3 separate regions of the Zea mays genome follow, and all the other regions are linked to region 1. Evidence: chromatin contacts called from public Hi-C data. All regions are on one chromosome and are shown on one strand. The core of a region is the stretch at or near the end of the contact, and the rest is flanking DNA. Distances in the headings are between cores, read along the strand shown. Region 1 holds the start of LOC100217051 (Splicing factor SF3a60-like protein). Region 2 holds the start of LOC103651348 (glutamate synthase 1 [NADH], chloroplastic). Region 3 has its middle 66 kb from the start of LOC103651348.

What was found. Hi-C and Micro-C count contacts between places; a contact is called where the count stands out from the background.
Region 2: a contact with region 1 is called in a Hi-C map of ear, with 2.6 times the contacts expected there. The contact joins the promoter of LOC103651348 here to the promoter of LOC100217051 in region 1. A contact is called at or near these places in 6 of 25 Hi-C or Micro-C datasets (ear, endosperm, leaf and 1 more).
Region 3: a Hi-C map of tassel shows a contact between it and region 1, with 2.6 times the contacts expected there. The contact joins the enhancer-like site here to the promoter of LOC100217051 in region 1. A contact is called at or near these places in 2 of 25 Hi-C or Micro-C datasets (ear and tassel).

What each region holds. Positions count from the first base shown.
Region 1 is chr3:213,688,000-213,690,922 of Zm-B73-REFERENCE-NAM-5.0, forward strand. It overlaps LOC100217051 (Splicing factor SF3a60-like protein), which reads right to left and starts at 1,438. Exons shown (of 12, transcript NM_001143423.1): 1 at 1,091-1,438; 2 at 524-634. The coding sequence starts at 1,264.
Region 2 is chr3:213,905,066-213,907,988 of Zm-B73-REFERENCE-NAM-5.0, forward strand. LOC103651348 (glutamate synthase 1 [NADH], chloroplastic) reads left to right here and starts at 1,400. Exons shown (of 23, transcript XM_008676969.3): 1 at 1,400-2,033; 2 at 2,598-2,923. The coding sequence starts at 2,621.
Region 3 is chr3:213,838,660-213,841,582 of Zm-B73-REFERENCE-NAM-5.0, forward strand. No RefSeq gene overlaps it. Among protein-coding and RNA genes, the nearest start is that of LOC103651348, 66 kb to the right of the region's middle. Within about 2 kb of position 1,367, at least 20 of the 20 cell types and tissues checked have an H3K27ac peak or open chromatin away from gene starts, as enhancers often do. A contact at or near this core is called in ear and tassel, where this site is marked.

The DNA of each region.
Region 1 (2,923 bases), core at 188-2,687:
TCTGACTTCATGGGAAGTTAGGCTATAACTAACCTAAATTTACCCCAACGTACATACTTTTTTTTTCTTTGAAGACTTGGCATTGTCAATGTGGAAAGCATGCATCATGCAATAAGATGAGATTTGAGAGGAAATTTCCTAGCCACACCTCTGGTGTGCTGTTTTATGTTTCTGCAGTAGATGGAGCTACAACTACTAAAACCAAAAGACCACATTAGAGTGGATAAGATCACTTGGAACTGGATGGACAACTTCAGGCCTTCACCTATTCCTGTCCCGAACATTACAGAGCTTTAGTTTCATTGTAACAGGACAATTCTTTCTTGTTTGCTTTTGTTTGTGTTTGCAAACTGGTACCTCCAGCCATATAGTTTGTGCCGTACATTACTGTTTTCTTAAAAGCGGAGAAGAACTCGACTAAAAAGAACATGATAAGCATCATCATGACCTTTGGTGAATGAGTAATGAGTACTGGCATCTATTTCACTTTTGTCACATCCAAGCAAGCAGATAGGTAAGGTACCTCTTTGAGCCTTTCATAGTACTTGCTAAACAGTCCACTTTGCGTGGGTGCAGTAAGATGAGTGTTGATCTCATCCTTCCTAGCATTGTCCTTGTCCTCGTAAATTTCCACCTAAACAAGTTACAAGCACCAGAGCAAAAGTGAGATCGTCGCTGGACAGCAAAATTAAGATTTCTAAAGGTCAACTACTGACTCAGACCAAAAGAGAATGAAGGGGACAGAACGGTACAGAAATAACACTAGCCAAAACCTCCGGTGAACAACACTAATCAGGCAGTGCCACTGCCAACTACAGTAAAAATAAGAGCACAAAATCCATCTACACAGATCGAATTCAGAGATAAACATAACATGATTGATATGTAATAAGAATTTGCCAGGAAGACGGATCTGTAATTCCTCATACACTCAGAAGCCAACCCTAAACAAGCATCCGAAATCGACAGAAACAACTGCAAATATCAATCCTATCGACCGTGTTCGAACCTGACCCAGCTAAGCAAAACGAATCACTGAAGTGAAGTGGATGGAGTCGTGAATCCTTAGAAGCAGAAGAATGGCACGTACGAGCTTGCCGGAGGTGGAGACGACGAGGTCGAGCATGTGGCGGACGCGGTGGGACTGAAAGAGGCGGTCACGCGGGTTAGCGGGCTCCCGTTGCAGCTCGCTCACCGCGAGCCGCTCCAGCCTCTCCAGATCCTCATGGGCCGCCCGCGTCGCCTCCAGCACCGTTGACGCCATGGCCCGCCCGCTAGGCTACACCCGCCCCGGTGTTTCGTAGCGGAGGCCGGGTGTCACGCAGCGCCGCGGAGAGGCGGGAAGGGGACGTTGCGCCGGGTAGCTAGGGTTTGGGGGGGTTCGATTTGGCGGCGGACGAGGACGAGGACGAGACGAGGCCTGTTTGCGATAGATTTGGGCCCGTCTGGGAGGAGAACTGAAGCTTCACGTAACCCAAAAACAAGATAAATGTTTCGAAAATAATAAAAAATAAATTAGACATCGGCTTAAGTGCTCTATGTCGACTAGATAACTCGTTCGACTTGACTTGTTAGTAGGTTAGTTTGACTCGGCTTATTTTAATTTTATAGTGAGCCCAGCTAGCATTCTAGCTCGGTTCTCTAATGAGCCAGCTCGGGTTAGCTTGCGAGCCAAACGAGTCAAGTCACAGCACAAGTTTTGTCTAGTTGTTGATATCGTCTCATCTTTCATAGTCTTGTCTTCTCGTAGTTATGATCTATGACATGGATACGTGTGGATACGTCACGTGCTTAAATATTTGCATTATTGCAATATTATATGGCTATATACCTACATTACATATTTAACACTTGATTATTGGTTATGGTTTTGTGAACTTTGTTTTTTAGCATCATGTGATGTTAGTGTTGTGCAATGAAATGTTAAATATTTGTGGAATGGATGATGAATTCATTTATAATGATGCTTGTTACTATCTTTTTATAATAGGGGTTTGTAAATCTGTAAGATACTACATATTTGGTTATTCAATTTAATATTGAAAATTATAAGCTAGGACAATAATATGATAATAATATTATAAAGGTTTTGGTTTTGTGGTGTTAAACACTTAAAGTATGATTCTTTTATGTTATCTCTATCTCTACTACTTATTAAGGCGATAAGGGTAGCCTGTTGTTTTGTCTTTTTTTTTATTTCCTGTTTTGCCCTTATCCCTGTCCGACAATAAAAAATAAAATCTGTAAGAATTGTGAATCAAACTCAAGACCTGCTGCTAGATTAGAGACACAATATCCACCACACCACGTCTTATTTTGTTGTTATAGTAGAAGATATGAGAGTTATTAAAAGTAAGGTATGGCTGATGCCACACTAAACCATAATGGCTCCTCCGCCGCTGCTGTCCGGCAAACCATCACATTTTGTGACGCGGGACGTCGAGCAACTCCTGACTTGGGGCACTCCGGTCCCATGTGACAAAATCCCCCATTCCCATTTCTATCGTGCAAACCATCACACACTCCGGACGTTGGGCCCACATTGCAGACTACGGGCGCCCACATGACAGCCACCCTTAGTTTTGCACACACCGGACCCACGTCTACTCGCGCAAAAAGTTGCCTCAATTTGACACTGGCAGGAGCATTTGACCACGATTGCTTTCTCTGAAGAAGGAATACTTATAAGCCGGTAGAAGCTATGTTGGCTGGCAGGTATGGTCATAAAAATGTGTAAGCCGTGACGACGACATAGGTTGCGTGTGCTGTGTTTCTTTGGTGCGGCCCAAGTAGCTGCCAGGAGGTCGCACGCTTCTTACCCTGACCCAGCTTGGCTTTAGGGTCAGTCTCCCTTGCTTTCTCTGCCCAGCGAGCCCTCGCCCTCTAGCTCTTCCTGCTAGCATTGTCTCCGTCCCGTGCTCTC
Region 2 (2,923 bases), core at 150-2,649, 220 kb after region 1:
CTGGGCCCCACATACATCGGGCGGCTGCTGTTTTTGCTAACAACAGTATGCTAGGCAGCGACTGTGGACAGCACGAGTCCCCGTCGTGTCTGATCTGGCCGTGGGCCCGCACTGCCGCTAAATGCAGACGGAAGAGTGCAAAATTGTAACCGTCTCCTGATTTTATATTTCAGGCCAAAAAGATTCTTTCGAAGGCATTTCACCTCCCGTACTCCCTCCCTCTACTATACTCCCTTTGTTTCCGACGTTCGTCAATTTTGGCTTCTAGTGTCCATAGTTTCTTATATTATTTGTCTAATCCGAAAGATTGCATGGTAGTTTTTTTTATTAACCCTAGTGATTTATATACTTGAATAAAGATCGATCTTCATGTCCCTTGTTTTTTTGTGTAGAAGTGTATTGGTTTCACATAACAAACCCCACTTCTTGAAACAGGTTTTAAAAATGTCCCGTGCGTGTAAATAAATTTTTTTAATTGTTTATCAGTTTGTTCAAGTGAAACACATCACAAGAATGCAAGAACATATCTAATGTTCCTATACTATTTGCTTCTCCGATGGTCTGTCTCATGTTTGCAAATATAAAAAAATGCGTGAAATATTTCAAAAAAATATAGATGTACCTCTCAGTTATCTATGCCAATGCAAAAGATGAGCTTAAGTAGGAATTAGTGCAATGAGAAGAAAAAAGGGAATTAACCTATGAATTAGGCGGCGGTGCAATTGCTCACCTCGTGTAAGCGGGGATTTTTGTCGTGTCATCGCCTTCCCTTCACGCATAAGATGCGTATCACTAGAGGATACATGCCGTCCACGTCACACTCACGCGTGATTTGTGCAATAAGATAGAATGCGATGTTGTATCCTCCTTTCCTCAATAGTGCCAACTAAGAGGTGATAAGTTTGGGATCCTCTTATTGCTCTTCCTCTAACCTTTTTCTAGGATGCCTCTTCTTTTTTGGTTCTCGTGTTCATTGTGAGAGAGGCGACATGTTTTGCCAAATCAAAAGGGACCACAAGTGAGGAAACTTCAATAGTGTACATAATGTATATAGGGTATAGAGGGGGAAAGTTGCGAAATGAAGAGACCTTGAACTTTACTCAAACTAAAAAATATCTAACTATTTGCATGGATGCATACACATCACCTTACACATTGACACTGAGATTTCATTGACACGAAGTAGTTATTTCAAGTATGGTTCATTTGTACGAGTTCTTGCAACTAGTTGATAGACAAAGAATTAGTTGGATATATAATATTGACCGGCAAATAAATCGCTAAGCAAGAACACCATTCACTAAATTAATTATTAAAATCGTATGCAGAATATGTCACAGTAAATGTGTTCCGCCGGAAAGATATTCAGACAAATGCTATCTATTTAGTATGATTTGCTAACACGTTTCCATTTTTGTACACCAAAAAAGCACCATACAGGCAAGGGGTACAACGGAATCCTGTTTCTTGTAGGGACCCATACGAAATATGGCTGAGATAGCCTCACCTAACAACAACAAAACTCTTAAAATAACCAAATAAACAGAGAAAACCAAAAAAAGGGAAACAAAATTTGTGAGAAGATTGGGGGCGAAAATATAATCAGTGGGGCCGTATGCGTGCGTGGGGACGCCACGCGAGACGAGGAGAGCGGGGTTGGCAGCTAGGCGCGGTGAGGGCGAGCTCACCGCCACCCTCCCTCGCTCCTCCCCTCTATAAATGCAGAGGCGCCGAATGCTCCCCAACGCCCTGTACAATCCGGGGGAGAGGTCAAGGAAGGCGAGCGACGCTCGGCAGGCAGGGCATCCCGCGAGGCCGCGACAGAGGCGGCACTCCGCTCCCACCAACCCACAACACCGATCCCCTCCTCGCCGAGCCGCCGCCGGGGATAAGCGTGGGGAAGTGAGCAGCCAAAATCTAAGACACCGATCCCCGGGCGTGAGTCGCGAAGGTAGCGGCGGAGAAAAGGGCGGAGCCACAACGCGGTCGTGAGCCCGCAGCCACCGGTTCCGTGCGGCTAGACGGAGAGAGAGGTATCCGCTCGCTGCACCCTCTTGCCGTGACCCGCGAGACGCTAAAAAAAGCCGACGGGATTTGGCAACTTGGCGGTTTGGTTCGGCTGTAGCGTGCGTGCGTGGTTGGTGGCATACGCGGCCGTCTCGTTGCTTTTATTTATTTCGATCCGTTGATGTTTGATTCTGCGTCCGTCCGTGCGCTGCTTCGTGAATCTGCTGTGTCGCGGCGGCGGCGGAGGAATCCGCACCGCCGTGCGTGGGGTTGGTAGATCTGTTCATCCCTGCGTGTGTTTCCGCCGCTGAGGCGTTTTCTTCGTAATTCTTTTCGGGAGTGCTCTGTTACGCTGCGGAGTGGGTCGCACGCTCTTTTCTGGATGCCTATGGTGTTGACATGTGGGCGTAGGGAAGGGCCGAAGCCCGAAGGGGACAGCCTTGAGCTTTCTGCTTGTTTTTTCGGGTGCTTTTTAAATATGTTTTTTCACGCATTTCTGGTTCCCTTTTCCCCCGCGTGGTGTTGTAGATCGATGAACAGCTAAGCGAACACCATCTGATGTTCGTCGTTGTTTGACTGTTGCATGACAGGTTGCGAGGCTTGCTGTTCAGCCATGTCGACGGCGCAAGGGACAGCGTTGAGGTCGGCGCCGCTGGGCGCAGGTCGTTGGGCCCGACGCGGCCGCCCCGTGGCGGCGCCGTACCGTTCGGGCTGGCAAGCCTACGGTGGCGTTTCCCTCGAGGGCAGCGGATTCCTTGGCCGCGTGCACCGCACCGAGGAGCGCGTCGCTCCGCGGGCGCCCCACGCGGCGGCACGCGACGCCGAGGTGGTGAGGCCGCTCTCAAAGCTCCCGAACAGCAGCATTGGGCTCTACGATTCCTCATTCGAGCGTGACGCTTGCGGCGTTGGGTTTGTC
Region 3 (2,923 bases), core at 117-2,616, 150 kb after region 1:
CTTGATCCGGGTCCTATCGTGTCTGTAGGACTCAAGAGCATATTGCAAACCCTCACAAAGCGCACACTGTGCAAGTGCAGGGGCACTCACTAAGCTAGACTTCTCAAGCAAGGCTATCATAGTGTTTCTCTCTCTGGTAGCTCAATTTGCAAACCAGGACAAGTTGTACGCATCTAACAAGGTAAACCTGGATCTCAACTCGTCGCGCTCATCTAGCAAGGTGTATAAGTGATAATGTTTTACAATAATAACAAAGAAAATATGTTCTGATTATAATTTAAGCGTGACGGAAATCCCCGATGGGATTTATCCCCGCGGGGAACGAGGATGGGGAAGAAATGCCCCCGCAAGAGTTCGTGGGGATCCCCGTGGCGAACTTTTTTCATTGCGGGGACGAGTATGGGGAGCTAAAACATGACGGAGAATTCCCCGTTGCCATCCCTAAATATGATAGACTTGTTCGTGAATTATTTTTGTTTTTACATTTATAATTCACATATCTTTACTTGCTTTTGTTTTTTTTTTTGCATTCTTTTAAGTCTGCATACAAAATCAAGAAGAGTTTCTCTTTTTTATTAAGCCGAACAGATATGACAGATACATGTGATAAAATTTCATCACTCACGTTTGAGTTGTACTATACATACATAAAGTCCATTGCACATGTTGCATATAAAGTGATTTTTTTGAAGATGTTGATCCATTCCAGATATGGCATGATCCACTTGGTCATCAAGGTATAGGGATGATGAGATAAATTACATGCAATTATATTGGTCATAATTTGCCCACAACAATTTTTTTTTCTTAAATCGAAAGATTTTATTTGCACAGTATGTGCAACTGGGAAAATGATTTTGAAACCAACACATCTTAAAATTAAAGTTGAACAACAAAAAAATCTAGGAAGAATTCAAGAAGATATTTGTGGACCAATTACACCAACTTCTGAACCATTCAGATACTTCATGGTATTGATTGACGCATCTACTCGATGGTCACATGTGTGTTAGAAAATAAACATTTGCTCAATTCTCTAGGGGGTGACACTTATCTCGCCAAGGGACATATATGCCCTTTGGCTTGCACCCCTACATGTGTATATATATAGTCTCCCTGCAATAACAAACAGTGGATGTTATTTTCATTCACTCGAACTCGTTTTCATTACACTACAACATTTCCATTCCATCGCGTGCTTGCTTAGAAAGAGAAGTTTTAAAAAAACACACCGTGCCAAGATGGCGAGGCGCCACACCATGACACGAGCCCGCTTCGTTTTTGTAATGGGACACGGCTGCGGGCCGTGGGCCGTGGGCCGTGGGCCGTGGGCCGTGGGCCGTAAGCTGGGAGCAGCGACGAGGTAGGACGACTAGGGCCTCGGCATCGCCACGGCCGGCCGGAGGACGGGAGGAGGACCCGGCACAACGCACGCAACGCATCGGGTCCGCGCGCGCGAAAGGGACGTGCGGCGGCGTCCCTTGGGCGTCGGAATGGGTCGCGGAGAGCGGCCGCGACTCCGACGAGCCCTCCTCCTTCCGGTCACGATCAGGCCTCCTCCGGTCCTCCACTGCCTGCCCCCCCCCCCCCCCCCCCCCCCCCCCCCCCCCGTGCTCTCCTGGTTTTTGTTTGTTTGTTTGTTTCCACGCACGCGCTACGGTCTGTGCATGTCCCTACCCACGGTTAGTTTTACTTGCTCCATATGATGCGCGGAAAGCAGCGCCACGGGCAAATGATGCAACGGAGACGGCGGCGGGTCTCCCCGTGGGCGCTACAGTGCACCCCGGGAGACGAGGCGAAAACTGCTGGCGGCGGGATGCGGTCGGCGTTGCCAGGTCGCGACGTACCTGACCCTTCTCCACCACGAGGGAAAACAAAAACACAGCTGCGCATGCAGTCATGACTCATGAGTGCGTTGCTCGGTTAAACGCGGCAATAATTGGAGTAGCTAGCTAGGCAGTGGGCGTCCAACCAGGAGCCTTTGACTTGGGGATGAGTAGATGACTAAAGAAAAGGGGAGCGTCGTGCCTGGCTGGGTGAGTGAGTGTCTGAGTGACAGAGTGAGAGACTGAGAGCCAGCCACGCGAAGCAAAGCGCCACTTGTCCTTCCTGCGAGCGAGGTGGTAAACTTTACTCTAACCAGGTGACATACGTGGCGCGGGGGCAGCCAGTTTCGTTTTCAGCACGGCAACAGTACCTTTCTAACGTCTCTGTCTGGGAAGAGAAAGAGTCAGAGAGAGAGCCGATCACGTTATCTCCATTTGCCGGCCATCACAGAATTCGCGAAAAGACGTGCGTCAGAACGTGTAGGAGATGCTCTTTCGTTCGAGGAGAGGGGGAAGCTGATCTGATAAGCACGGTAGTAGTACTAGCAGACGTGCACGGTAATAATAAGCTGAAGACAACTACTCCCTCCGTCCGGTTGAATTAGGCGCTCTAGCCCAAACAGTATGTCCAATGAATTTGTCGTTTTACCTCCGTCACGCCGTTCGCACTGCCGCCGCCGCTGCGTCGTTCCTCATGCGCCACATATTCTCGTTCACACCCTGATTGCGCACCATAAAGGAAGCCAAATCCCATTTCGATCTACATCAGCAGCAAGCCAGCAAAGGAGCGATTCCAGCGATCTGCATCAGCAGCCAAATCCCATTTCTTGTCTAGCAGCAAAGTCCGTCTAGAAAGCCAAATCCCATTTCTTGTCTAACAGTAACGTCCGTCTAGAAAGCTAAATCCCATTTTCAAATCGGCATCAGTAGAACCTCCGTCTAGGAAGCCAAATCCCCATTCGTGGTCATGGAGGAGCCGTCAAAGGAGAGGAGCTCGTCTAGCAAGGAGTCTGACCCGACCTGGGCATATCGATCTCCAGCCGCGATTGCTGCACGAGCTGGCAGATCCATTCGTCGCCGTCGTAACAGCAGCGTGG